Linked DNA regions of Mus musculus: all the other regions are linked to region 1. A link is a contact called in public HiChIP or PLAC-seq and promoter capture Hi-C data. All regions are on one chromosome and are shown on one strand. The core of a region is the stretch at or near the end of the contact, and the rest is flanking DNA. Distances in the headings are between cores, read along the strand shown. Region 1 holds the start of Rapgefl1 (Rap guanine nucleotide exchange factor (GEF)-like 1). Region 2 holds the start of Nt5c3b (5'-nucleotidase, cytosolic IIIB). Region 3 holds the start of P3h4 (prolyl 3-hydroxylase family member 4 (non-enzymatic)). Region 4 holds the start of Jup (junction plakoglobin). Region 5 holds the start of Eif1 (eukaryotic translation initiation factor 1). Region 6 holds the start of Socs7 (suppressor of cytokine signaling 7). Region 7 holds the start of Epop (elongin BC and polycomb repressive complex 2 associated protein).

Region 1 (3,868 bases), core at 875-3,374:
GCCTTCTCACCCTTGCCTCTTCCCCAGTCCTGCTGTTAGATCCCATTGCTCTCCCTGTTGCCCTGGTAACTAGCTCAGCAAGAAGAAACTCAAGCTCAGCAAAGCCCTCGGGTTCTCTCTGCCCCCCCCCCCCCAGCCTGCTTCTCAGTGGGCAGAGATAATGGGAGTTTAAGGGACAGATAGATTACTGCCTTAGGTAGCCCTGTCCAATACCTTTGTAGAAGCCCATGGGTTGGACTGACTCAGTTAAGCTTGTTGGCCTCCATTTCCACTGTTAAGTAATTGAATACCACCCTACCATTCTCTTCGGTTTTCTCATGGTAATGTAGATGCCCTATCAGTTTTCCCGCTGTGGGTCAGTCCATGGACCTACCTGTAGGTGACTCAAAACATCAAGGATTTGCAATTGCCAGATCTTCTTACAGCTGCAGTTGACCTAGAGCAGTGATTTCCAACACTGGCTGTTTGAATCACCTGGGGAGCTTTCTAAACTAACAGAGACCTTGGGCCTGCCACAGGATCCCATAATGGATCTAGGGTGTGACCTGGACATCAGCAATTCCAAAAAGCTCCCATGCGGTTTCAGTGTGTAGCCAGAACGGAAGCCACTGCTGCTCCAGGAGGACCACAAATTAATGCTTCCTTTGCTTCTGATTCAAGGTCTTGAATGTAGTGACTGCCACTTTCTGTAACTGGAAGGGTCTAGAGTCCGATTCCCCAAGCATTTAGTTTCTAGAAGTCTCTCGGTCCCTTTTTATTTCCAGCTCCCACACCCTTCACACTCCCCAATTTTTCACCCTTCCTAACCGACAATCCCAAATCCTGCCCAGAGAAGAGGTTACCAAGGCAACCGGCTTAATCTGGTAACTGTGGCATGTGCAGAAGAGAAGCCCTCCCCTCTTCTTGGTTCCTAAAAGGTTACCTGGGGAGCTCTAAGCCACTCTGGCCAGTTCCTACTTCCAACCTTAAGAGAGGCCGAGTGTCCAATTAAGGCTGTCCAGGAAACCAATGCTCAGATCCAGCTTCATAGCAAAATCGGAGCTTTTTTTTTTCTTTTTCTTTTTCTTTTTCTTTTTTTTTTTTTTTTTGTTCCCTCTCCAAATCCCCAGATGGGTGTGCAGAGCTTTATTTCTGTGAACACATGCTCTAGCACACATGGAACTGAGTTTGCACCGACAGCAACACAAGTGTAGTACACACCCTGTCAGTTTCACCACTCCCAGCTCTTAGCATTCCTGTCCATCCATGCCTTGCTGAGGCACAGTAAACAGGGGTGGGACTTTGCCCAAGGAACACCAGCCCACCAGGAACCCGGTGCCACTCCTTCACCATGTATACCAAGCCTGGATGTGTTCACACTGTCTCTACAGCCCCATCCTAGTGGAGTGTACCCTGGGAGACAGAATGCTCTGGCGTAGCCACCAGGAGTAAGGGCAATATTTCTCCCATTCTATGGCTATATACACTAATGTGCTAGGTGATGGATGATAGTTGGCAGTTTGGGGACTTACACATCTCTTCAGTCTTGCTTCCCTTCGCTACCACCTGGGCTAAGATGCCCTTGTGCTTTTGGTCGTCTCTTTCAGTCTACTATCTCTTTTCACCCCAATTAGACCTGCCACAACCTGCTGGCCTCTGCCTGGCTCTTTCCTACTTGCCAGTACTTGCCTTACAGGGCGGCCCTGCACCACCCCCTAAACCCTATCAGAAAGGAATATGGGTACCGCCCCCAGTGCCAATACCAGTTTACCCAAGACGCCGTCCCAGCCCTTCTCAACAGGTGGAAGATAATGACCAAATAAAATTGTGGGAAAGATGCAAAGAGTTCAGCAGTCTTTATAAGCCTCACCTGTGCACAGGTAGGCGTGCCAAGGTCAAACATATGCCCTGGTTATTTGAAATGCTCAAAAGAGACCCGGTAATCAAGAGCCAGGAGTCCTCTGCTTTGGTAGATCTCTCCCTCGCCTTTGCCCTTCTGCGACTGTCAGAAACCCAAGTCCTAATTTTCCTCGCGGTCAGCGCCAGAGCCCAAGTTCAAGCCTCGCGCGGCCGGGCGGGGGCGGGCCTAAGCAGGGTAGGGGCGGGGACTGGAGGAGGGGGCGCGGTCTCAATTCTGCCACCTTCCCCGGGGCCAGGAGCGCAGCCGCCGCCGCGTCCTCAGCCTTGCGCTCCGCCCGCTGCCTCTGTCGCCTCAGCCCGGCCCCGGAGCGCTGAGACGGGGACACCAGCCCCTCAGCCTGCCAACCCTTCGGCCGCAGCCGGCATGGGGGGCCGCTGAGAGCGAGCTCCTCTTCCCTCTGGCACCTCCCCCGGCCACTGGCCACTGGACTCTGGCCAGCGAGGCTCGGCCACCTCTCGCTCGCAGTCCGACGCCTGGCACGGCCCTCGGCTCTGCTCCCCCGGCTCTGAGCATCGTGTCCCCGCCTCCCCCCGCCCGCGCCTGGGACACCTGGGTCCCCCGGCGGCCCCTAAGAGAGGGGCGGGGGGGGGGGCATGAAGCCACTGGAGAAATTTTTGAAGAAGCAGACGTCTCAGCTGGCGGGGCGAGCGGTGACTGGAGGTCCCGGCGGGGGTCCGGGTTGCTGCGGAGGGCCTGGAGGGGGTGGGGGCCCTGGTGGGGGCGGCGGTCCGGCCGGGGGACTGCGGCCACTGCAGCGGCGTCAGAGCGTGTCTCGCCTGCTGCTCCCAGCTTTCCTCCGAGAGCCCCCAACCGAGCCCGGGCTGGAGCCGCCCGTTGAGGAGGAAGGGGGAGAGCCATTAGGGGTCTCTGAGGAGCCGGGCAGTGGGGGGCCCTGTTGGCTGCAGCTAGAGGAGGTTCCCGGGCCTGGGCCGATAGGATCTGGGGTGCCCCTGCGCTCTCCTTCCTCGTACTCCTCAGATGAGCTATCCCCCGGCGAACCCCTGGCTTCACCACCCTGGGCCCCCCTGGGCGCCCCCGAGCGGCCAGAGCATCTTCTGAACCGGGTTCTGGAGCGCCTGGCTGGAGGGACCACCAGGGACAGCAGCGCCTCAGGTAAGCCTGCTCATCCATCCCAGAGCAAGAGAGCACGGGGTTGGGGGTGGGAGGTGAGGGATTGGCCCGGGGGATGCTCCCTGATTGTTTTTTCTTGTCCTCAGTGTTGGTGTAGAGGATGAGGGGAAGCCCGAAGTAATGTAGGGGAAGGGGCATGGTAATGCGCACCCACCTTCCTCCCCACATTAGCTTCATTCTAGGGGAAGAAGGGAAACCATCTCTCTCCTTCAACTACCCTCCCTCTCTCTCGGCTATTTAAGCCAGTCTCCCACGAGCCCTTGATACTGCCTACCTCCTCCCACGCCCCTAAATTAGGGCCTGACACCCTAAGGTGGACGCTTTCCCGCTGAGGTTGTACGCTGCCCTCCAGACCATAGCTGAGGCCTGAAAACCGCTGACAGGAGTCCCTGGCTGTGTAGGAGCGCCTCACTTGGTGGGGCCATGTGGATAGTCACAGAACTCGGCTGCTTTTATTGGGGATGAATTCGAAGGTCTCTAAGGGAAGATACCAGGAGACTGCAGCATCCAGAAGGCTTTGGGCCTCCGTAGCACCCACCCTTCCCATGCCATGCCTCAGCAGAGGGCCTTTTTTAAAAAAATAATAACCACACCCTGAGAAGCCTGAGATGATGCCATTTCACCCACTATGAGAATGCCAGCACCCTATTAAAGGGCTTCTGAGGAACGTAGGCCCCCACATCGCTAGTTGGAATAGATGTAGAGATATCAGGGTCTTTAGATCTAACTAGGCACTCCACTAAACCCAGAAGGGGCTTAGGGTTGAGAGACCAAGCTTGAGACCCTAAAGAGGAGGGTGTTAGGAGTTACCCTTCCTTCTCTGCAAGGCATTCTGGC
Region 2 (3,868 bases), core at 687-3,186, 1.6 Mb after region 1:
GTTTTCTCACATGTTAGACAAAGACAGTAATATGGTAGGTAGTTCTCTCTACCTTTGGGAGCAGAGGGTTGTTCAGTTAGATCTGGCATCCAAGTCTCGTGCAAACCCCATAGAGAGCAGTAAGCATAGTGCTCACACACAAACTACCCATCACTGTGTCTCAGCCAATAAGGAAAAGCTGTCCTCATGGATTAAGACTAGATCCAGGGGCTGGAGAGATGGATCCGCAGTTAAGAGCACTGACTGCTCTTCCAGAGGGCTGGAGTTCAGTTCTTAGTTCCTACATCAGGCAATTCACGACTCTAAACTCCTGTGACCTCCAAGGGTATCTGTATGTCTATGTACCCCACTCACACACATACACTTTAAAATAATAAAAATAAACCCAATAAGAAAACCATATCTCCTTTACTGTAACAACTTTTAAAAAAGAATGATGGAAGAACAAAACCAAGTGAAACTAAGGAGCAAATCCAGAGTGTCTCGAATGGTTGATAAGCTTCCTCTGACCCAGACTCCCTCTGTTTTTGAGATAAGGTCTTCCTATCTATCCTTGTCTGGCTGAGACTTAATATGTAGAGCAGGTTGGCCTCGAACTCACAGAGATCTGCTGCCTCTGCCTTCTGAGTGCTGGGATTAAAGGTGTGCGCCACCAACACCCATGCAGCTTCCTTTTCCTTGCCTAAGTGACCTTGAACTCTTTCTGGAATCCAGGCAGCCTCTGAACTTGGGATCCTCCTGTCTCAGCCTCTGGGATTACAGGTCTCCCCACACTGTGTTTAAGGAACGGAGTTTCTTAAGATTTCAGTCCTGGACGCTGTGGTTCAACCCCAGAAGCATACCACAGCCATGTTTGAGCAAAGAAGGGAATGACCCACCTCTTTGCGACAATCCTCACTGATAATTTTGCTGTTATCCAGAATATCTGAAAAAAGAAAACACACACACACACAAGACTCCCTTTATTTGCTCCATAGCAGTTGTCATCTTGAGCCCTACAAGGAAAGCTAAAATGTGACTTACTGTGGGAAGAAGGGCATCGCTGTCCATTGTAAGCAAATCTGCTCAGGGTCATGTCAAAATCGGAAATCACCTAAGAGACAAAGGGCGGATGATGGTGGTTGACTAGGTTGACTGACTAGGTTGACTAGGTTGACTGACTAGGTTGACTAGGTTGACTAGGTACTGGTCTATCCTGGCCCTTGCCTCAGCCTGGGGTAGCGGAGGAAGTCTAACCAAGCTGCAGCAAAGCCTTTGCAAGGTTAGGGAGAGACAGAAGAAAGAAGGAAAAAAGTGACATCCTGTGTCAGGACACGAGTTAACCCTGAAGAAAACAAAGTCCCCCAAATGTGGGGGTGACTTTCTGTGGCATCTTTATACACTGGTTCTTTCTTAAGGTGCCTTCCGACCTTTGTGGATCTCCCTTATCTTCGACTGGGGGAGGGAGGGGGGCCTCCACCCACTTGCTTTCTAAAACCAAGCGGCAGGAAAAGGGTCACATCTGACTACTCTGAAAGTTGGCTACTGGGGGAGGTAGGCTCTTTCCCGAGGTGAACCAATCTGTTTGTCCATGACCACCCTAGGGCGCAGGCTCGCAGAGCGCGAACCCCAGTTGGCGGGAAGGCCGCAGGGCAGGCACCCTCCCGCCCTACCCCAAGCCCCGGTACCTGCAGGCGGTCTCCTCCGCCCCTGCGAAGGGCGCCCACAATTTCCTGCACCCGTCCGGGCTGCCGCATCAGGACCGTGGCCTTCATCAGGCTGCTTACCTGTCGTGAGACCCAAGAGACCCGCTGACCCGAGAGCCGCGATGGGCATCAGGACAGCTGGGTCTCTCCGCACCCGCGATCCCGCCACGCGGGACCGTCCCCGCCCGTGGCCTCACCTCCTCCGCCATCACGCCGCTGGCCTGGTGGGCGGCCCCGAAGACAGCGCCCGCCTTACAGCCACACTGCGCAGGCGTCGCCTCGCACTAGTCGCGTCGGTCTAGGAGCTGCAGGCCGTTTCCAGGCTGGCTCCGGATACTGGCAGGAGAAGCAAGAGTGGGGAGTGCGGGGGTGTGTGGGGGAAGATGGTCTACTGTGTGTGGGGGTGGGGGAACGTTGGGGGGCGAGGGGGGGGAGTACCAAGACGCTGGGGTCCTGTATGTGGGCTGGCTGTCATGAGGCTTTGGTGTGTATGGGCGCCTGTCACTCACTCTTTCTGGAACACAAATGCAATCTTTACTGGGGTTGGGGGTCACTGCTTAGTGAGAGAGTTCTTGCCTGCAGGTATGAGGCCCTGAATTTCATCCCCTGCATTGCAAAGAACAACCCACTAGGTATTCAAGTGCATTTTGGACAGGGGGTGTATCCAGGAGACACTTCCCTAACTGGCTCTTCATCAGCACCACAAGCAAAGTAAGGCAGTAAGGCATCTCAGGGGCTGGAAGACCCTGGCCAGCATGATATTTGATCAGCTCTGCTTCTGCCTCTGCACCCATGGGGAGCCCAGAGAGAGCTTTGGAAGGATGCTGCAGGGAGGTGGGGACCCAACCTGAAGATGCAACAAGCAGCAGACTCAGTAAAGGCTCAATTGTGTTGGTGGTCACAGTTCTGCCCTAGGTCTGAGGTCGAGGAAAGAGATGTGGGGTGGTCTACCTGTATGTTCTGGGGGGAGGGGGAGGAAAAGAAGGGGCAAGAAGGGGGTTCCAGAACCTGAGAGCACAATCCTGAGTGATCTCACTGCCCAGGATTCTGGAACTTGGGCTGCCTGATGGTCCCTATATGAAAGATGTAGTAGGGAAAAGGAGCGACAGCTGGCTAAAGGGGCCCCCCATAACCCTCCCCAACACCCCAGGAGAGCAGCCTCTCTCCCCTGGTCCCAAGGAGCCATGGAGATGGAGAGCACCGCTGCCTCCACCCGGTTCCACCAGCCTCACATGGAAAGAAAGATGAGTGCAATGACCTGTGAGATCTTCAACGAGCTCCGGCTTGAGGGCAAGCTCTGCGACGTGGTCATCAAAGTCAATGGCTTCGAGTTCAATGCCCACAAGAACATCCTCTGTAGCTGCAGCTCCTACTTTAGGTACACCGGAGGGGGGGGGGGAAGCTGAGCCGTGTCTCCCATCACTGAGGCTCTGTGTTTGTTTATAACTGGTTTGAGCTGTTCTCAAGTCTAAGCTTTGTAGGTTGACAGCATGCCATTGCAGCGTTAAAAAAAAAAGTTGGACAGACCTGATCCTACACTCTAGATAAGGCTCCGAAAGGACCAGTTTATAATCCAGGCATAGTGGCTCAGGCCTGTAATCCCAGCAACTGGAGAGGCTGAGGCAGGAGAATCAGTAGTTCAAGGGCAGCCTGGGCTATAGAGAATCTATTTCTAAAACAAACAAACAAACAAAAAAACCAAAACAACAACAACAGGAAGATAGTAAATATCTTTTTTTTAAAGTTTGTATTTATTCATTTATTTTATAGATGGATATCTTGCCTGCATGTATGTCTGTCTGGGCCACATACATGATGCGCCTGAAGAGGCCATAAGGGGACATTGGGTCCCCTGGGACAGGCATTGCAGACTGTTGTCAGCTACCATGTAGGTGTTTGGCATGGAACCTCGTGTTCTGTTGAAAAGAGACCCATCTCTACAGCTCCAAGATGTTAAATAGCTTAAGCTCAGCGGGCCATGTACTCTGGCAACCGTTCAACCTCTGCCTTTCTATCAGGAACTGCCAAACAAGGCCAGGATGTTTCTGTCCGTCTTTAATCCCGGTACTTGGGAGGCAGAGGCTGGCAGATCTCTGGGAGTTCTAGGCCAGCCTGGTCTACATGGGGAGTTCCAGGGCTACATAGGTGAGACCCTGCCTTAAAAAAAAAGAAAAGGGGGCTGG
Region 3 (3,868 bases), core at 826-3,325, 1.6 Mb after region 1:
GTACTGTCCTCTCCTACCCACTAGTGTCACCCCTTTACCCAGCCCATCCCGGAAGCTCACGTTTGTAGTAGGCAAACTGCAGGTAGTGATACATGGTGGCCACAAACTTGTCCACAAAGAAGCCACCTACGTTGGGGGTGAGATTGGTCTCACAGTCCACCTTGCACTGCAGGGATTCTGCGAAGAGATCTAGGAAGGATGCAGCCGTTAGGAAGCGATGTGTGCTAACCCTGATCCCTGGTGGAGACCAAGATCTGCTATGGAGCCTGCTTTCCTTGTCCAGAGTTCCTGGGTTAACATGTATGAAATGCTTGTCACACAGTATATTGTGCAGGCAAAGAAGCACTTGTTTCCTACTGCCCCGTAACCGAATCCCTGTCTGACATGAGAGAGAGAGAGAGAGACAGAGAGAGAGAGAGAGTGTGTGTTCTGGGAGAATAGGGGTCCTGATAATAGTTCTTTCTGCCTCACCGCTACCTCCCTTGAAGGGCCTTGTGGTCACGGATCCAAAGACTAGCTGTGGTTCCTCCACCCAGCCCTGCTTTCTGCACACACCTGCCTGGAGTCAATTCCTCATCTCCGTTGTTGTTCGAGACAAGGTCTATAAAGCTTCAGTTGCCCAGGAACTCACTCTGTAGACCAGGCTGGCATTGGACTCACAGAGATCAGTCTACTTCTGCCTCCTGAGTGCTGGGATTAAAGGCCTGTGCCACCGTGCCCTGTTCTTTTGTTTTTTGAGGCAATCTATTTCTCTATATAGCTGACCCAGAATTTGCTATGTATACCAGCATTTCTCTCATCAGACTGGAGACAGAAAAGGCCTGACTCGTGTGTAGCTTTGGAGCACTTTGCTAGACCTGTTGAATGCGGTCACCGGACATAGCCACGCATTAAGAGGCCTTAGAAGGCCTGGGAAGCCAGGGCACTGTGGGTGAGGGATACCTCACAGTGGTCTGAATGGTATATACCTGCTATCGCTGGGTAGAAGTCCTTGAAGTCTACCTGCTCGTGGGCCCCCTCACAGCCAGCTAGACACCGAGCAAAGACCGTCATATATTCAGCCAGGGCCCGCTCCATGTCTTCTGTGCTGCTGCGAAAGTCCCCGCTGTTGTAAAGTTTCACAGCCCGGAGGAACACAGCCTGGAGAGGTGCATGGCGGGGGTAGTCAAGAAGACCCCGAAGGCTCATAAGGTGTGTGTGTGTGTGTGTGTGTGTGTGTGTGTGTTGGGTGAAGAGGTTGTAGGAAGGTGTACCAAGGCTAGCCATCCCTCCCACTCTCTCCACACCTCGTAGGGCTGGGCCTCCAGGTCGGTGAGGGACTCATCTCCAATATCCAGCATCCCCCTGTAGTAGTTGAGATACTTGGCGGTCAGCTCGTGCTTGGGGTTCCTCTGGAGGAAGGTGTAGGCCGCAGCCACCGCCTTCTCCAGTCGGTTCGCCTGGTGAGGAGCGTGGGGAGTGGGTCAGTGGGGGCCTCGGACGCACCGCGGGCCTCACGTTCTAGGGAAACTCGACGGCGGCCCCGGCCGCGCCCACCTTGAAGTGCGCGTAGTGCAGGTACTGATAGGGCAGGCGGCTCTGGAAGTCGCGCAGCAGCTGCCGCGGTGGGTAAGGGACTTGAAAGGCGGGCAGCGTCTTCTTGCAGCGCCGCAGGCAGGCGGCGCGCTCCAGGACGTGACCGAAGAGCCGCAGCTCGCGAGCCCAGTCCTCGCCATCGCCGTCGTGGTCGCCGTCCGGGCCGGACGCGGGCCGAGGCTGAGAGGTGGCGGGGCCACTACAGTTGGCGTGGCAGAAGGCCTCGCTGTCGCGCAGCAGCCGGTGCAGCCGCAGCGCCGCCTCCAGGTAGCGCGCGCTCTCGCGCCAGCTTTCGCCTTCGTATTGCTCCAGAGCGTGGCCGTAGGCCGTGGCCAGTGGCATCAGGTCCTCCGGAGGGAATCCTCGGAAGCTGTATTTCTCGTACTGGGCCCCGGCGCTGCCCAGCAGCAGCCACAGCAGCCCCCACGCCCCGCGAGCCATGCCCGCACCGCGCCCGGAGGCTTACGGAGCAGCCGGCGACCGTCGGGCTCCAGCCAGCTCGGGCTCCAGCCCAGCCCACCCCCAACCCCCGGAGCTCCTGCTGGGTCTTAGCGCCGGGCCCTAGGCTAGAGCCGGGAGGCTGGAATGCCTCTCTAGGACCGTCAGTTGACGCTCGAGTCCACTACGTGGGCTGGCCCTCGACCACTAGCAATGCTTACACCACCACTGGCCCTCCCTGGCAGACACGGGTGGGTGGGGCTACGTTTCACGCCCAGAAAGCCCCTCCCCACAGCAGTGTCGTCCCCCCCCCCCCCCTTAAGTGCCACCTCTGTCCTTTGCGTAGGCAAAGTGGACGAAGTCACATAATCTGGTCTTTTTCTCCTCGAGTCTCCTCTGCTCCCCCTAGGTGGCCCGGTAAACACCCGCGCTGACGTCGAGGCGTACACACCTCTTGTTACCCCGCACACCTAGCACTGACACCATCAGCCTCCCGCCGGAGCAAGATTCCTGTGTCTTCAGTGCAGCCAGGCTTTTGCAGGACAAAACAACCTTTCACCTAGAGAACATTCTCCCTAACCCCCCTTTCCTCTAACCTTTCGCGGGAGGAGAGTTGGGGCGGGTGTGTGTGTGTGTGTGTGTGTGTGTGTGTGTGTGTGTAGAACTGAAATAGCCCTCAGATTACAGCCTCACCTGCACCAGAAGGGGCCTAGATTTGGGGTGCCAGGGAAAGCTAGAGATTCCTCCAACAGGCTTTAGGACCCAGAGACTCTGGAAAAAACTTTTTCATTTTGGAAGTCCACTCCAACTTCTCATCTTTCCCGAACCTCCCTCTGGGCCAGGCCCCGGGTCTCAGTCCCGGATGGAGTTTTGGGGGAGGGAGACTCAGAGATCTTTGTGGCAAATTCCTTGGACTCCAGAGACTCTCAACCTGGCCCCCACCTCCTAGTTCACCATAAAACATCACCCTGCCCGGCCAGCTCATTCTCCCCAGCCCCCATTCCACGTGGACCCGCCAGGGCGGGGTGGGGAGAGAGGACAGGAAGGGGGGGAGTCAGCTCTGAGAGGAGGGGGAAGGAGGCTAGCGGCTGGCGTCCGCTCTCACTGCCGGCGTCCCTGGTCTGGGCACCATGTTCCTTGTGGGGTCCTCCAGCCACACCCTCCATCGGCTCCGCATACTGCCGTTGCTGTTGCTTCTACAGACCTTGGAGAGGGGACTGGGCCGTGCCAGCCCGGCCGGAGCCCCCTTGGAAGATGTGGTCATCGAGAGATACCACATCCCTCGGGCCTGTCCCCGAGAAGTGCAGATGGGGGATTTTGTGCGTTACCACTACAATGGCACTTTCGAAGACGGGAAAAAGTTTGACTCCAGGTAAGAGCTTGGGCACTCCCGGACTCAGCACCACTTTCCTGAGCTTCCAGAGAATGTTGCCCCTTCTAAGGTTTGCATTCCTGTAGTGCTTTCATAATCCTTTGCCACAAACAGCATCCTGGGGAGAGCACCTCAAAGGATGCCTCCTATCTTCAATACCAAATTTTCAATTCCTAAAATATTCCCGCCCCCGCCCACGACCCCCTCCTAGCCCCCTGGAATATTTGATGCTCAGGTGAAGCGCCACATATACTTACCATAACTTAAACACAAATGGTACCCTGGCACGCAATCTTAGAGGGCAAAGAGACTGTGCCTACTACACGTAAACCCTGAAGTGAGTGGATGGATGGTCTGCCTGGTGCCGCCTCCCTTTGCACACACTCTGGCTCCCTGTCTATTTCTCTCTCCAGTTTTCTATGCCTTTGTGGTTGGAGACTGGAGAAATAACATTTCCTTGAGGGTGTAGGGCCCTAGAGCAGC
Region 4 (3,868 bases), core at 394-2,893, 1.6 Mb after region 1:
TCCCACTTTCCCCGCCAAACACTCAGGAAAAGAGTGGGTGGAGGAGGGACTTCTGGCGAGTCCTCTAGAAAGAATGCACCTTCATAATCTAGAAACCCAGCGGACCGGCCAGCAACATTCCTGCCCTATGCTATCCTGCCTCAATTGTCAGCCAGCTAAATAAAATCGGGGATGGAATGGGGGAGTTAGGGAAAGACTAATCACTCTTCCTCATCTTCCTAGCTTGGCCCAGCCCTGTCCCAACCCCATTCCTGGGGAAGGGGCAGAGCTTGGGAGGACAGATACTTAGCAGGCCTCATATAAGGGGGTGTGATGGTCTCCGGAGGAGGGGGAAGGAAGAAGACACTTCCCCTTTCAGCAACGCCCCCACCCCACCCCCATTGGTCCCTACCTCAGGCCTTAGGGGCCTGGCAAACAGGATGGAGTTGGGGGCAGGGAGAACAGGGTCAAAGCGCACACACTGGCTACGTTCAGCTTGGAGCTGACTGGGGGAAGGGGTTTTCCTCCAAGAAGTACCACCAAGCCTAGAATCAGCTCTCAACAAGGAGACTAGAAAAATCCTAGAAAAGGCTCCCATGGTTACTTTCTCCTGGAAAGTTTGTTTGGAGTGATTTCTCAACAAGAATGGGTTGCAGAAATCAAAAGATATTGCTGTTTCCCTATCAACACTCTGGAAACCACAGCTACTAAAAACTGGGCGAGTGCTTCTTAAATTTTCTCTACCGGCCCAGACTCCAGGCCAAGCCACCAGTGTCAGACATCGGTAGGGCACTCAGCCCAGACCCTTCACCAGTTCCCCAGTCACCCTATCCCACCTCCGTAGGAGAAGGCATTGACCGGCGTACACTAGAGCGGAGGGAGGCGCCACAGGTCCAGCTCGGAGCTGCAGGGCAGGGCCTCCGTCTTCCAAGCGCTCACCTGCTCTGCTCAGCAGGTGGGAATTGCGTCCCTGGGAAAATGTGCACTCGGCCCCCACAGTTTGGAAAGCTGGGCGCAGACAATAGGGCCCCACCCAGGCCTGGGGGAGTAGGGAGGGAGGGAGAGAAAGCGAGGATGACGCGTGGGGTGCGGTGAGGGTGGCCCCAAAGAGACTAGGCAGCAAGTTTCCCAAACGGTAAATTCCTGTCACCGTGAGCTCCGGGACCAGGCGGAGCGGGTCAAAGTCTGCTCGGTCAGCTCCAGGGGAGAGTCAGGGACGCCGTGTTAGGCGAGCTCTGGGGCCCTGGGGGAGGCGCGAACTCCGAGGCACCTGCCCTAGTTCCTCCCCACCCTTCTCAGACCTGCGGTTCACCGAGCCTGGAGGGGCGCTCCAACCCAGATTGCTTGTCCCAAGGGTCCCGCGCCCCGGACCCCAGCGCGCCCCCTGTCGCTGGTGTAGGATGCGCTCCCTGACACCCGCCCTCACCTGCCCTGAAACCGCTGGAACCAGCCTCCCGGCCGCTTGCTGTCCCTACTCTCCCACAGTGATTCGTACCCCGATCGGGTGTACCTGAGCGTGGAGCCGGGCTGAGCCGAATCGGGGTCGGGTCTGGCCGGGAGGGAGCCGGCGCGGGCAGCGAACTGAGCTCGGCGCACTCGGGCGGCGGCTGCTCCGGACTCTGGCCAAGGCAGCAACTCAGTAACCGAACAAAAGGCAAAGGGACCTGACAGCCAAGCCACACCTCTCGCCCCCTCGAAGCTCCGCCCCCTAGGGAGACTCCCACCCTCTGAGGCTATCTCACTGGCTGCCCAGCCTGACTATCCCATCGAGGGGCGGAGCCTCGCGCCGGGACCTCTACCACGGCCGCCTCTGTTTATGCGCTCACCATTGGCCCCAGGGACTGCCACTCGACTCTGGGGTGGACGCCAACTTGAGGTCTCATCCTCACTCTGCATCTATTGGCAAATAGAAAGTTTCTTCTTTATGATTGGACAGAGGGCTGTCAGTAAGACTAAGGAAAAAGCCAATGGATCAGGTGGGGCGTGACTTGCCCCACCCTAGCCCTGAGCAGGTAAGACTCATTATTCTCCCCTTCCCCCCCTACCTGTCCAACAGGTGAGTCAGGGGGAGGCATGGGAAAGGACTGACGCCTTCACTAGCCAGCCAACTCAGCGTCAGGCTTATTCATTCTTGCCTCAACGTAGTAATAAGATGTTTGTAAAGCATTTCATAGGCTTTGTGCTGGGTTGGGATTTTCTCCCCCCTACAAAAGATGGAGTGTTCCCTGATCCCTTCTGTTTAGAATTAGCAGGCCTGGGTTTGGGTTCTCCCCTTAATCTTTGTATGACCTTAGGCTAGTTAGTGTACCTTTCACCCTGTATCTCTTCTGTAAAGTGGGTTCATTAGCTTTATCTATCTTAGGTTGGAGAGATTAAATGAAATAAGCTTTGTAGTAGCACTTAAACAGCTGAGGAATGTCAGTATTTAAACTGTCTCAGTTCGAGACAGTTCTTAAAAAGTGCTGGAGCAGCCAGGCAGTGGTGGCACTCGAGGAGGCAGAGGCAGGCAGATCTCTGTGAGTTAAGAGGCCAGCCTGGTCTTCAAAGTGGGATCGAAATGATCCATGTTAAAAGAATATTTTTAATGGGCTTGTGTGGTGCCTCAGTTGTGCAGATGTGACCACCCGAGTCTGATACCTCATGGAGGGAGACAACAGCCAAGTCTCACAGGTTGTCCTCTGTCCTCTGATCTCCCGCCTTGGCACAAGTGCCACACACATAAAAGTAAATAAAATGTAATGCGATTTTAAAACTACGCTCCAAAGAGATCACAAGACTAGGAAATATGGTACACTCTAAACTCCGACACCTTCTTTCTTTTTTTTTTTTTTTTGTTTTTGTTTTTGTTTTTGTTTTTCCAGACAGAGTTTCTCTGTATAGCCCTGGCTATCCTGGAACTCACTTTGTAGACCAGGCTGGCCTCGAACCCAGAAATCCACCTGCCTCTGCCTCCCGAGTGCTGGGATTAAAGGCGTGCGCCACCACGCCTGGGCCGACACCTTCTTTCAAGTCCCAGAGCAGAAGGGTCAGTGTGTTTTGGGGGTGGGGCGGGGGGGGGCTGGATACTGCTCCAGGGAGAAACAGACAAAGGAGATTAAATAATGATGTAAGGAAACTTTGACGGATTTGGGGGAAAATCAGACATTAGATGGAAAGAAAGGGAGCAGAGGTCTAAACCAAAGCGAGGCAGCAAGCCCCTTCAGAGTAGACAAGGCTGTTGAGCCATCCAAAAGAACTCAGTAGGTGGCCTAAGGAGCCGTGGGTATTTCTTCCTGTGGTTGATGACTGCTGTTGCGGCTGTAACATGAACCCAAGGCATGAACCAAGGTACTGAGTACCAACTGTATGCTGGGTGCCAGCCTAGACCTTGGCTGCACAGAAAATTTAAAGTATCCTAACTCTCAGAGAGCGTACAGAGTGACAAGAGGAAACAGCTTGTGTGGGTGGGAGTTGGGGGAGTGGCTGTTTAGAAAAGGACTTCCTGAAAGCGCGCACACATACACGCACACACACACACACACACACACAAACACACACACACACACACACACACGCAGGCACGCACACACATGCACCAGAGCTTACGGGCTAAAATAATTCCAGATGAAGATATCCTAACAGTATCTTTGACCACATTCCCCCAGTAGAGAAAGGAACGAGGCCTAACTTGTTGTCTTCCCGCCAATAAGTCTTCCTGGAAGGGAGAGGAAGATAGCAGCATCCCTAATCCAGTTGTAGGTGCACATGGCAAGTTGCCAGGACCGCTCCCCTCCACTGTTTCCCTGACTCCCACCCCTGCTAGCTTACCTGGGGATCTTTATCTCTATCTCATCCATGAGCCCACCTGCCTACTTGCCACACTCCACAGTGATCAGCCCAGGCCTCAGGA
Region 5 (3,868 bases), core at 418-2,917, 1.5 Mb after region 1:
AACTCAGAGATCTGCCTACCTCTGCCTCCTGAGTGCTGGGACTAAAGGCGTGTGCCACCACACCTGACTAAGCTTGCAAGTTTTTGTTGGAATTGTGTGGTGCTTTTTGGCATTTTTTTTCTCTGTTGTATTTGTTTTGGGCCTTTTGGTTTTTTGTTTGTTTTTTTTTTTTTTTCGAGACAGTGTTTCTCTGTATAGATAGCCCTGGCTGTCCTGGAACTCACTTTGTAGACCAGGCTGGCCTCTAACTCAGAAATCCACCTTCCTCTGCATCCCAAGTGCTGGGATTAAAGGTGTGTGCCACCATCCAGCAGTTTCTTGTTTTGAAAGTCTCATTGTATAGATCTGCTGGGTCTCAAACTCGCAGGCATCTATCTGCCAGCCTCTGCCTCACAAGTGCTAAGATCAAAGGCGTGCCCCACCACACCCGGCCTATTTTTCTGGTTCTTCAGAGACAGTAGCCAGTCTAGTACTGAATTCACTTGACCTTGAACTTTTTCCTCTGGCTTCCTTCTCCTGAGAGCTGGGATGTACCACCATACCTAGAAGTTGGCAGTATTTTTAAGTTAAGAGATTTTATATAAAGCACCCACTCTTTGGGGAGCATTTGAATAAAGTCTGACACAGTAGTTATCAGCCTCTGGTTCTCCTATTGGCCCCCACAAACCCAGTTACATCACACTTGGCTGTCTCTTTTTTTTTTTTTTTTTTTTTTTCGGTTTTTCGAGACAGGGTTTCTCTGTATACCTTGGCTGTCCTGGAACTCACTCTGTAGACCAGGCTAGCCTCGAACTCGGAAATCCGCCTGTCTCTGCTTCCCAAGTGCTGGGATTAAAGGTGTGCGCGGTGGCACTTGCCTTTAATCCCACCACTCATGGGGCAAAAGCAGACCCCATGTGGCCAGCCTGGTCTATAGAGTTCCAGCACAGCCAAAACCCTGTCTTGAAAAAACAAAAAGAAAGGTTAACTGCTTTGAAAAAAATATTCACCTAGACTCTACAAAGGCTTTACCTCACACACAGGCTTGTAGGACAAAAGGCATCCTGTGAGGCTTGGACATTTTTTTCCTGGGGTCCCCACTCCTACCTAAGGGACTACTTCCTTCCTTAGAAGAATTAATCTAAATAATAATTTTTGGTTACCAATTTTAAAACATGCTAATCCAAATGATACCCTATATAAGGTCCAAATTTTGATCACGTTATTTTATGCTGATTAAATGGCTATATCTGTGAATACGTGCAGAGAAGGGTAGGTTGATGGGTGGCTGGATCAGTCGAATTTTGGAGGACCCGCACGTAATTACCCTTTAAAGCAAATCGATCCTCACCCTAAGACCCATCTCAGAGCTAGTGCCAGGACCCCAACAGGGTCAAGATGGTAGAACGTGCGGTAGGCGCAGGCGCGCTCGAAACCTCCGCCAGTTTTCGCGGCCGCTCAGACAACTACCATGCCCACTGCGCAAGCGCGCAGGCGGACCAAGCTTTCCCTCCCCCCTCTCGCCCCTCCCTGAGTCAACAGAACATCCTTTCCAGGCCAAACCCAGTGCGCACGCGTCAAGCCTTGACTCCGCCCCCCGACCAATAGGAAGCCGCAGCGCTCGGGCGTCCGGGAGCTTGACTCCATGGGTGGGGCCGAGACGTGAGGGCAGCGCGCTGGCGTCACAGGGGCGGCTATATAAGTGAATACAGGCGCCGCCCCTCCGCCCCAGTCACTGAGCCGCCGCCGAGGACTCAGCTGCCTCCCCCTCGAGCCCCCTCGCTTCCCGACGCTCCGTCCCCCCCGCCCGCCTTCTCCCGCAGCCGCCTTCCGCAGGCCGTTTCCACCGAGGAAAAGGAATCGTATCGTATGTCCGCTATCCAGAACCTCCACTCTTTCGGTGAGCCTGGGGAAGGTCGCGCGGGCCTGGGGGGGGGGTGGCGGGGTCGGAGCTCGGAGAGCCGCCGAGCGCGGCGAGCCCATCTTAGCTCGGGCTGGAGGGGTGGTGATGCCCGTGGAACCGAGATCTGCGCCCAGGGTCGACCTCTGAGGGTGCCCGGAAGAAACGGGTGGGAGGTGAGCCCTTGGGCGGGCCCGGCGTCTCGGGTGGCGCATTTACTAATGGCTCCTGCCTCTCGGCGAGCCACACCCGCCCCCTCCCGCCACCCCTGCGTCATGTCCTCTACGTCACCGTCGTTGTCTCGGAGCTGGGAGGGAAGGCCCCGCCTCGGGAGCCTGGCTTCCGGTAGGTTGCATCAGCCGGGTGGGGCGCTGCCTGCCCACTAGGTCTCTCCAGCACGTGATCAGCCTTGGCGGGAGGGCTGGCCTAGAGCAGAAAGCTAGCTCTAGTACTGGCCAGTTCCCGGAGGGACAACAAAGGACACCTCCGGATTATTTCTTCACAGACCCCTTTGCTGATGCAAGTAAGGGTGATGACCTGCTTCCTGCTGGCACTGAGGATTATATCCATATAAGAATTCAACAGAGAAACGGCAGGAAGACCCTTACCACTGTCCAAGGGATCGCTGATGATTACGATAAAAAGAAACTAGTGAAGGCGTTTAAGAAGGTGGGTCTGCTGTGGAGAGAGCACGTTGTATGGTCTACCAAGGGAGAGGGTGCAAACGTCAAGGGAGTCCGTGTTGATGGCATGGCCTCTTAGATGCTGCATCCTTTTGTCCTTGCAGAAATTTGCCTGCAATGGTACTGTAATTGAGCATCCAGAATATGGAGAAGTAATTCAGCTACAGGGTGACCAGCGCAAGAACATATGCCAGTTCCTGATAGAGGTGAGTTTAGGCCGCCCTCAATGCATTATGGGTTTCCTGAATTTCTAATCCTTACAGTTGAGCTTTTAAATACATGTAGACATTCCCACTTTCAAACAGTACTTGGGGGTGGCATAGGGAAGTTTTAGTAACAGTGGTCAATTGAACCATTGTGTCTACTGGGATAGACTGAAGTACTCTTCTTTATTGGGACTCCTTGCAAGGTGTATATGGGAGAATCTGTTGACGTCATGTAACCTGTCCCTCTCCCTTGTCCTCTTTTTGCAGATTGGGCTGGCTAAGGACGATCAGCTGAAGGTTCATGGGTTTTAAGTGCTTGTGGCTCTCTGAAGCTTAAGTGAGGATTTCCTTGCAATGAGTAGAATTTCCCTTCTGTCCCTTGTCACAAGTTTAAAAACCTCACAGCTTGTATAATGTAATCATTTGGGGTCCGCTTTTAACTTGGACTAGTGTAACTCCTTCATGCAATAAACTGAAAAGAGCCATGCTGTGTAGTCTTGAAGTCCCTCATTTAAACAGGTTGAGCAGTAAGCCCTGGCAGTGTCCACCCTGGAACAAAGCAATGACAAGGTTTCAGCCAAGCCAAGAACCCCAAGATCACAGGAGGCTATGTCTGACCAGAGGCTCCTTGGGGCTCCCTGGACAGAGTCCCCTGCCCTAGGAGAGTGTCACCACTTGAACAGAATGGGTAACACTGCCCCAGCTATGTCACTAGAGGGAGTCTCTGGCCCTGGTATCTGACCAGGTAGAATTCAGAAAGGGCTACCTTTCCAGAGAAGTCATGGACATTTAGTTCACCACCAGGGTGGTCTTTTGAAGCAGATCTATCCTAGCCGGGAGGTGTTGCGACATGAAGGGTGAGGCCAGCCCGGAACAAATGCCAAGCTGGTGCCATTGGCTGTGTGGCTAGCTGTAGAGGCTTCAACTCAGTACGAGCCAGTGCCATGTGAAGGAACAAGCTGGTCTTTTGGTTTTCTTTCCCCCTCCAGTTTCAATGTTATGTAATGTATTTAAATCCTTATTTAAATAAAGCTTGTTTTCAGAAACGCCTGATGTCCAGATTGCACTTGGTCAAGCTACATACAGAGAGGGATCACAAA
Region 6 (3,868 bases), core at 782-3,281, 1.5 Mb before region 1:
TTCTGGTGTGTCTGAAGTCAGCTACAGTGTACTTATGTATAATAATAAATAAGTCTTAAAAAGAACGGTGTTAGCAGAACTGAACAGACAAGATACAGCTTGGTGGGCAATGTGTAAGAGTAAGACGTAGGCAGGGCAAAACCATTAGGACCCTATATGTCACATAGAGGGTTTTCTCTCTATCCTAAGAATGCAGAAAGCATGAACAACTACAATCACAGGCTGTGGGGCTGGAGGGATGGCTCAGTGGTTAAGAGTACTGGCTGTTCTTCCAGAGGTCCTGAGTTCAATTCCCAGGACTCCACGTGGCAGCTCACAACTATCTGTAATGGGTCTGATGCTGTCTTTTGGTGTGCAGAGAAATATATGTAAATACATCTTTACAATCACAGGCTGTGAGCAAATTTCTATTTCAGAATGACCCCACTGGGCTGGGAAGATGGCTCTGTAATGTGCCTGTTCCTCATTGATTCTGGAGTTCATCAATTTGGCTAGATTGACTGGTGAGGGAGCTCCCGGGATCCACCCCACATCAAGTGCGAAGATCACAGACACATGCTGCTCTGCCTGGCTTTTATACTGTGCTGGGGATCCAAACTTAAGTCCTGATACTTGTGAGAGTCCCTGTCTGAAAAACAAAAGGGGTATAGGGAGCTGGGTGGTGATGGCACATTCCTTCATTCCCAGCACAGACATGATTCTGAATTCAAGGCCAGCCTGGTCTACAGAATGAGTTCCAGGACAGCCAGGGCCACACAGAGAAACCCTGTCTAGAAAGAAAGAAAGAAAGAAAGGAAGGAAGGAAGGAAGGAAGGAAGGAAGAAAGAAAGAAAGAAAGAAAGAAAGAAAGAAAGAAAGAAAGAGAGATGGAGGGGCCTAGAGAGCTAGCTCAGCAGATAACGGCTTGTTCTGCTCTTGCAGAGGGTCAGAACTCAGCTCTCAACACCCATGTCCAGGGACTTGGGGCAGCTAATAATTAGGTCTAGGGGATCTGATGCCCTTTCTCGGATTCTGCACACACATGTGCATACACATACATTTTTTTTAAGTGATGGAGATTATGACAGCGATTCTGATTTACATCTCCTGTACATCTATCTGTAGGTGTTACATTAGCAATGGCACAAAAACGTTGAAGGAACTCTTCCCCGTCACTGAAACCAATTCCGACTCAGCAAAGTTGCCCCCATGATTGATGATTTGATCAGGTTTTGCTTTTTCACTGTTCTCTTTCATCAACAGAGGAAAATATTAGTAAAAATTCTTGTTACAATTGCAGTCCTTGGTCACTTGTCATCATTTTGGGAAGGGCTGGGAATGAGGTCTGGTGATGGAACTGTTGCTTAGCACGTGCCACGTCTTGGATTCTATCCTCAACATGACATACACTATGACAACAATCAGTGGAAGGATGTATTTGGCCATCAGTCGTACAGAATTGGCTATTGTATATCTTCATTTCTTGGAATTGTGTATATCCATTCTTCATTTCAAATTCATGATGAGATTATGCTAACTATATACACACTCTTGTCTTCTCAAAGATCCAGTTGTTTTGGCACGGAAGAGCACACTGCAGGCTCTACAACCCATTTTCATGTAGTCATTCCACAGTTCATCGGATGCTAGGAAAGAGGATGCAGATGTAATGAAATGACTTGGCCAAGGTCACACACTCCAGGCAGCATGGACAGGACAAGACCCCCAGACAGTGCCAAGGTCCACGACCCTCTCCCAGGTCCAGACCCGGGTCCCGAGGCCTGCACTGCTCTACACAGGACGGTGGACAGGGCCCGGGCGCCCAGGAAGTGAAAAAGCAGGGGTCGGTGCCGGAGACCACGGAGGCCCCAGATGCAGCAGACGGCCAATAGCTACCAGGGCCAAGAGAAACGTCAGGCAGAGTGGAGTCCGACGCTTGCGCACCCTGGGGAAAGGGGGCGGGCCCTGGACAGGAAGTGACGTCTAGGGGCGGTCCTCGGCGGCAGCGCGCGGCCTGGGCTCGCGCTGGGCTCCGCGCGCCCCCCCCCCCCCGCCCCCTCTATGAGGCAGAGGCCGCGGCGGCCGTTAGCGCTGTCGCTCCGGGGGCCGCGGCGGGCGGGGCTCCGGCGGGGCCCGGCCTAGTCCCCACCCAGCCCGGCTCCTAGCCGCCCGCCCTCCCTCCCTTCGCCACCCCGATGCAGGGGGCCGAGCTCCGGGACGGCGAGGCGGCGGCGGCGGCCGCTTCGTACCGGGTCCTGAGCCGCCTCCTCGGCTATGGAGAGGCCGCCCCCGAGCCAGGCCCGCCGCCGCCGCCGCCGCCCCCGGGCCACAGCCATGGCCCGTCGCCGCCACCACCCTTCCTCGCGCGGCCCGGCTCGCGGGGCGCCCGGCCGCCTCAGCTGATGGTGTTCCGCAACGTGGGGCGGCCGCCGGAGGAGGAGGACGCGGAGGCGGCCCGGGAGCCGGGACCCTCGGAACTGCTGTGTCCCCGGCACCGCTGCGCGCTGGATCCCAAGGCCCTCCCGCCGGGCTTGGCGCTCGAGCGGACCTGGGGTCCCGTGGCTGGACTAGAGGCGCAGCTGGCGGCCCTGGGGCTCGGACAGCCGGCGGGGCCGGGGATCAAGACTGCCGGCGGAGGCTGCTGTCCGTGCCCGTGTCCCCCGCAGCCGCCGCCGCCGCAACCCCCGCCGCCTGCTGCCGCCCCGCAGGCCGGGGAGGACCCGACGGAGACGAGCGACGCGCTGCTGGTCCTGGAGGGCTTGGAATCGGAGGCCGAGAGCCTGGAGACTAACAGCTGCTCGGAAGAGGAGCTCAGCAGCCCCGGCCGTGGAGGAGGAGGAGTGGGTGGCCGGCTGCTTCTGCAGCCTCCGGGTCCCGAACTACCCCCGGTGCCCTTTCCGCTGCAGGACTTGGTCCCTCCAGGGCGCTTGAGCCGAGGGGAGCAGCAGCAGCAGCAACCTCCCCCACCGCCGCCGCCTCCCGGGCCCCTCCGGCCTCTCGCAGGCCCTTCTCGGAAGGGCTCCTTCAAAATCCGCCTCAGTCGCCTGTTTCGCACGAAGAGCTGTAACGGCGGCTCGGGCGGCGGGGATGGGACCGGCAAGAGGCCTTCGGGAGATCTGGCAGCTTCAGCTGCGAGCCTGACCGACATGGGAGGCTCAGCGGTCCGGGAGCTGGATACGGGGAGGTGAGATTGGCTTGGGGGTTGGGGGTGGGCAAGCGACAAAGTTCCATTTCTTGTTTCGTTTCCCTCGTTTTCCCCTACTGCCAACACGATACTGTTAGAGCTGAGCTGTGGACTTCAGGAGGAGGCAGACACTTGGGATTAAAGGTGGTGACATCTCGCATTAGGTCAGAGCTAATTGTGGAAACAGCTTTCAACTCTCGGAGAGTTCACACTCTGTGACACTTCTCAGTGGGTTAGCGTCTCTTGCTGGGGATGATCTGAAGCCCGGCCTCACCTTCCATCCCTGTTCCGGCCCCACTTTTTAAGCACCCCTCCCATGTCTGTTATTACTACCATTGCTGAAGGTTGCTGGAAATGTGTGGCCTTGGGGCCGAAAAGCTGGTGTCAATCACCTGCCTGTTATTATCTTGATCGTCTTGCTTGTTCTCTCAGTGCACCAGCCTTCACTCTCTTCGCAAGTACAAGCATGCAAATAGCCCGAGGAGTCTGGCCAGCAATTAGCTGGGCAGCTCCCTTAATATTCTGGTTGTTCCTGGATATTTGCTGTCTAAAGCCTGTGTGCTGACCACTTTCTGAATGGCGTTGTGCTGACTCTCTCACTTTCACACGGAGGTGAGAGGTCTAGGTGAGGTATACACAGTGACTTCTAGTCCAATTAATGGCAATTCCAAACTTAAATGGTGAGTTGTTCCCCTGAATTTCTAA
Region 7 (3,868 bases), core at 1,002-3,501, 1.2 Mb before region 1:
GCCAGCCTTGGGCCACACAGCATGGCCCTCTTCCTCCTTTCCTCTCAGAATGTGAGGAGAACGCTGAGGCTGGAGGTCTCTTTCCTTCATCCAACCTTCCGGCAAAGGGAAACTCCAAAACTGGACAAAAGGGTAAAGTCTGCTGGCTGGGACTGAAGATCTTGACAAGGGAAAATCACCTGAACTTGGGGAGGGGGAGGACTACGGAGAGAAAAGAGGGAGGTGTAAAGGGTTAAAGGTCTGGGCAGTGGGGGGTGGGGGATGCCCCCAGGGAGCTGTCAATCACCTTCAAACCCCAACCACAGCCCCCACACCGCTAAACTGACCCTCATTCAAACATGGAAACAACCGGTTTGTCCATCACCAAGGTCCGTCCCTCTGTCCCTTTCTTTTGGTCTTCGGGCCTTAGCCGCTGTGCTCCCCTGCGGTGAAGGCTCTGCCCGCCCGCAGGGAGGACGGAGATGGTCACTAAGCTTTCTGCAGGCTTTCCCGGACGCCAGTCCTTGGATCTTCCACAAAGATGAGTAGAAAGAGCATCAGCCGGACCTCTCGGGTGCTTGAAGATCACTGTCATTTGAGGTCCCGCGGGCCACAGCCCATAAAATGCAAAGCAAAGATCAGCCAAATTTCAGAATCGATGCTCCCTCCTGGAGCCCTCAGTCTGTCCGGGGAACCCAACTTGCCCCCGGGTAGAAGAGGTCCGACGCTCATAGTTCTTCCAAGTTGACCCACCAGGATTTGAGACCCGGGGGCTCAGGGACAGCGGGTCCTCCCATCTGCCACTTCCACAGCGGGTGGGCAGGCGGCGGCTTGGCGTCTCCCTGGAGGCGAAGCGAGGAAGCCGGCCCTAGGTCTCCGTTCTCTTCCACCACCAGAGCTGGGGGACAGGGGAAGCAGTCAAGGAGGCTGAAGGTGCTCGATGTAGGAAGCGTCGGGACGGGCCGCCGTGGCTGCACACTGGGCGGGGGCGGCGCTGGCCGCCGTCGTTTCTTGGCTGCTCCACGGGCTTTGGCCGCGGGCCGTTCGGGCCCTCGGCGCAAACTTGGAGTGTCCAGGGCGAACCCCTTCGCGTAACACCAAAGTTTCGAGCGGCGGATCAGGCGGTTGAAATGTTCCTGGCGGAGATCGCGGGGCGGGTCCGGTGCTGCGTCTGCCGTCGAGGGGCTGAGCGCGGGTGCCTCAGGCGCGGTCGGCGCAGGGTCTCCACCCCCTGGAGCCTCGGAGGCCGGCACAGGCTGCTCGGAAGGCGCAGGCTCCGGGGAGAGGCCCGCAGGTGGCGACGGAGGCGGGGAGCCGGGCTCAAGGGGCGGACTGCTAGCTGCATCAAGACCCCGGGCTGGCCTGGGCGGGGACCAGGCGGGGTTGGTCGGAGAGTCCTGAGGACGCAGGGGAGCAGGGCAGCGGCCCGGAGGTGCGCAGGAACCAGCGCCGAAGTGCGGGAAGCCGCCTCCGCCCTCTTCCTCCTCTCCACCGCCTGGGCACACCGCGACGTCTGCATCCTCGCGGGCCGGGGAGCTCACGTCGCTCGGCCGCCCGGCCTGTCCCCCGAGGTGCTTCAGGCCGTCCGCGGCCCAGCCTCCTGTGCATGGCGAGGCCGGGGGGCCCAGCAGCACCGGGGTCCGCGGCGCCAGCTCTCCAGGCCCCAGGCCCAGGGAGGACGGCCGGGGTTTGGCAAGGGCGCAGAAGGCGAGGGCACGCAGGCACAGTGGGGAGAACTCTGGGGTCCCCCGACGCGGCTTCAGGGGCGTAGGCGAGCAGGGAGACCCCCGCGGGGAAGCGGGCACTGCCAGGCGGGGAGGAGGACACAGAGTCTCCATGGAGCAGCCTTGGGGGTCGCCCACTGCGGGGGCCCTGGTCCCAACGGCGGGATACCCCGGCGGCCCGAAGAGCCTGCGGGCCAGGGGAACATCGCCCCCCGTCGACGGGGAGGTCTGTGCTCACGGGCGTCCGGGGCCCACCACCAAGAGCCCGCGGCGGCGCTCCGGCTCTCTCCTCGGTATCGTCACGCGGCCCTCGCCGCGGCCGGACTCCTGGGTCCCCGCGCGTCCCCGGTGCGATCGGTCGCGCTTCCTGCCGCCGCGTTCCCGGCGCAATGCCCGGCACGATCACCCCTCAACGCCGAGGCGGGGGCAAACAAAGCAGCCGGCGCTCGCCGCCGGCGGGAAGGACCCCGGCCCGGCGCCCGGTGCCCGGGCCCAGCGGCGGGGAGGGCGCCTTCCGCCCTCTCAGCTTCTTTCTTCCCCGCTGGCTCCGGAGACCGCGTTATAGAGAACTGCCCCCTCGCTGCCCCAATACCAGCGCCGCGGCTGCGAGCCCGCCTCTGATTGGGCGCTGCTGCTCTGACGTCACGTAGACCCCACCCCTCTGGCGGCACGGCCCCCGTCCCCATTCCGCACACAGACACACACACGTGGACCCGGAGCTGCTGGGCTGGAGGGCGGAGAGCAGGGACGCGTGGATCTAGGCGCGCGCGGGTGGAAGTGCGAGGGGCCAGACGCACGGCTCCTGGTGGCCTGTTGATGGCCTGGGATCGTTTTAGCTGGTCGCAGGTCCAGTCACTTGTTTACCCAGTAGAAGTCGCGGTTTTTCCGCATCTGTAAAATGGGAAAGTTTGTTTCAGCCCTTTGGAAGAAAATGGTGCTCCGTGAATTCAGAGAGACAAACTCAAAACCAACGTAGAGGAAAAAGATGAAGCCGAGCGTCGGTGGCTTAAGAGCTTGGTGTAGCAAGGAGTCGCTTGCTAAGAGTGTCCTGTGGTCTTTGCTCAGGGCCGGTAGAACAGGGGCCTGGCACTCGGGAACTCAAAAGCAAACAAAAACGCTTGTAGAGTGAATGATTAGGAATTCGCTATATATGTGCAAGATTCATAAAAGAAAAAAATAAATTTGGAGAAAGGGGAGCTTCGACACACCCACGGAAGACAATAAGCTGACTTTCTCTCCGTACTTGTTTCCTTTTCTTGGTGAAGTATGGAAGTGCCCCACATCTTAACGGAATTCCAACGCGCTGGCACCGTTGGGAGCCTCCAGATCCCAGGACTCGACCATCTGGATCCTGAGCGACCTGAATGGGTGGAAAAGACCAAAAACCTTACTCTCCATCCACAAACAAAAAGTGAATAATTTCCAGAACATGCTCTGATAATGTACACATCTCTCACATCTCTTCCCCTCTAGTTCCTACACAGCCTGCTCATTTGTGAAACTGGCTTGTTCCTTAGTGCTGACCTCTCCTCGGAGTCTAGAAAGAGCTGGTGCCCTGGCTGCACAGTCGAGCCCAGCGGCCAGTAGAGCATCCAGTCTTGATCACTGCTATATCCCTACTGCCCAAACGGCACAATAAACATTTGTGAGTCTTTGGGCTATTCATCGTCATCCTAAAATCAGGTTAGAAACAGCTGCTTTTCATCTGCAGAAGTACACGAGATTTATATGTTGGCTTGGACTAGGGGTAGGATGAGACTGAGGGATACAGATTTTTCTTCTGAGCCAGGGCAAAAGAAAGCTCTCCCTCCCTCGCTGATAGGGTCTCACCCACCATGTGGCCTGGAACTCCAGCGTCTGGCTTCACCCTCCCGAGTGCTACACTTAACATGTACAATCGCTTTTTCTGTACCAGGACAAATGATGCAGCTTGCATCCTCATCCTCCCAGCGGTGACAATAGACACACTGTTTTTCTAAATAACATCAAACAAGACCTGAGAAGAAAGGGATGGGAGGATGGGCCCCCCCCCCCCCCACACACACACCCTTTCCTTGGCAGAGACCCAAGGTAAAGCTTCAAAGTGGGACTTACTGATGAAGAGGGTTCAATATTCTGATCTCCCACTTCCCCTACCCCAGGTTTCCTCTAAGGAACAGCTGTCA

What was found. Promoter capture Hi-C pulls out the DNA fragments that hold promoters and counts their contacts. HiChIP or PLAC-seq counts read pairs in DNA pulled down with a chosen protein or histone mark.
Region 2: a promoter capture Hi-C map of hippocampal neurons shows a contact between it and region 1, with 12 times the contacts expected there. The contact joins the promoter of Nt5c3b here to the promoter of Rapgefl1 in region 1. A contact is called at or near these places in 4 of 39 promoter capture datasets (the SN4741 cell line, cranial neural crest, hippocampal neurons and 1 more).
Region 3: a contact with region 1 is called in a FOXA1 HiChIP or PLAC-seq map of pancreatic cancer cells. The contact joins the promoter of P3h4 here to the promoter of Rapgefl1 in region 1. A contact is called at or near these places in 3 of 39 promoter capture datasets (cranial neural crest, hippocampal neurons and liver) and 1 of 115 datasets of contacts at active chromatin or transcription factors (pancreatic cancer cells).
Region 4: a promoter capture Hi-C map of hippocampal neurons shows a contact between it and region 1, with 7 times the contacts expected there. The contact joins the promoter of Jup here to the promoter of Rapgefl1 in region 1. A contact is called at or near these places in 5 of 39 promoter capture datasets (hippocampal neurons, liver, pre-B cells and 1 more).
Region 5: a promoter capture Hi-C map of hippocampal neurons shows a contact between it and region 1, with 17 times the contacts expected there. The contact joins the promoter of Eif1 here to the promoter of Rapgefl1 in region 1. A contact is called at or near these places in 6 of 39 promoter capture datasets (the C10 cell line, cranial neural crest, hippocampal neurons and 3 more) and 3 of 115 datasets of contacts at active chromatin or transcription factors (astrocytes, embryonic forebrain and forebrain).
Region 6: a contact with region 1 is called in a promoter capture Hi-C map of liver, with 5 times the contacts expected there. The contact joins the promoter of Socs7 here to the promoter of Rapgefl1 in region 1. A contact is called at or near these places in 3 of 39 promoter capture datasets (liver and pre-B cells) and 1 of 115 datasets of contacts at active chromatin or transcription factors (pancreatic cancer cells).
Region 7: a contact with region 1 is called in a promoter capture Hi-C map of liver, with 5 times the contacts expected there. The contact joins the promoter of Epop here to the promoter of Rapgefl1 in region 1. A contact is called at or near these places in 3 of 39 promoter capture datasets (liver and pre-B cells).

Annotation. Positions count from the first base shown.
Region 1 is chr11:98,834,661-98,838,528 of GRCm38.p6, forward strand. It overlaps Rapgefl1 (Rap guanine nucleotide exchange factor (GEF)-like 1), which reads left to right and starts at 2,125. Exons shown (of 15, transcript NM_001080925.1): 1 at 2,125-3,013. The coding sequence starts at 2,494.
Region 2 is chr11:100,439,162-100,443,029 of GRCm38.p6, forward strand. It overlaps Nt5c3b (5'-nucleotidase, cytosolic IIIB), which reads right to left and starts at 1,937. Exons shown (of 9, transcript NM_001102650.2): 1 at 1,883-1,937; 2 at 1,668-1,766; 3 at 1,024-1,093; 4 at 879-925. The coding sequence starts at 1,894. Klhl10 (kelch-like 10) reads left to right here and starts at 2,763. Exons shown (of 5, transcript NM_025727.3): 1 at 2,763-3,063. The coding sequence starts at 2,870.
Region 3 is chr11:100,412,641-100,416,508 of GRCm38.p6, forward strand. It overlaps P3h4 (prolyl 3-hydroxylase family member 4 (non-enzymatic)), which reads right to left and starts at 2,076. Exons shown (of 8, transcript NM_176830.3): 1 at 1,537-2,076; 2 at 1,287-1,439; 3 at 969-1,140; 4 at 61-189. The coding sequence starts at 2,016. Fkbp10 (FK506 binding protein 10) reads left to right here and starts at 3,054. Exons shown (of 10, transcript NM_010221.2): 1 at 3,054-3,385. The coding sequence starts at 3,144.
Region 4 is chr11:100,396,147-100,400,014 of GRCm38.p6, forward strand. Jup (junction plakoglobin) reads right to left here and starts at 1,644. Exons shown (of 14, transcript NM_010593.2): 1 at 1,490-1,644. It overlaps Gm12348 (predicted gene 12348), which reads left to right and starts at 1,970. Exons shown (of 4, transcript NR_132425.1): 1 at 1,970-1,991.
Region 5 is chr11:100,318,282-100,322,149 of GRCm38.p6, forward strand. It overlaps Eif1 (eukaryotic translation initiation factor 1), which reads left to right and starts at 1,668. Exons shown (of 4, transcript NM_011508.2): 1 at 1,668-1,879; 2 at 2,385-2,548; 3 at 2,667-2,768; 4 at 3,036-3,818. The coding sequence starts at 1,849. The coding sequence ends at 3,080.
Region 6 is chr11:97,360,261-97,364,128 of GRCm38.p6, forward strand. Socs7 (suppressor of cytokine signaling 7) reads left to right here and starts at 2,032. Exons shown (of 10, transcript NM_138657.4): 1 at 2,032-3,163. The coding sequence starts at 2,175.
Region 7 is chr11:97,627,465-97,631,332 of GRCm38.p6, forward strand. It overlaps Epop (elongin BC and polycomb repressive complex 2 associated protein), which reads right to left and starts at 2,252. Exons shown (of 1, transcript NM_175332.3): 1 at 1-2,252. The coding sequence starts at 1,817. The coding sequence ends at 708.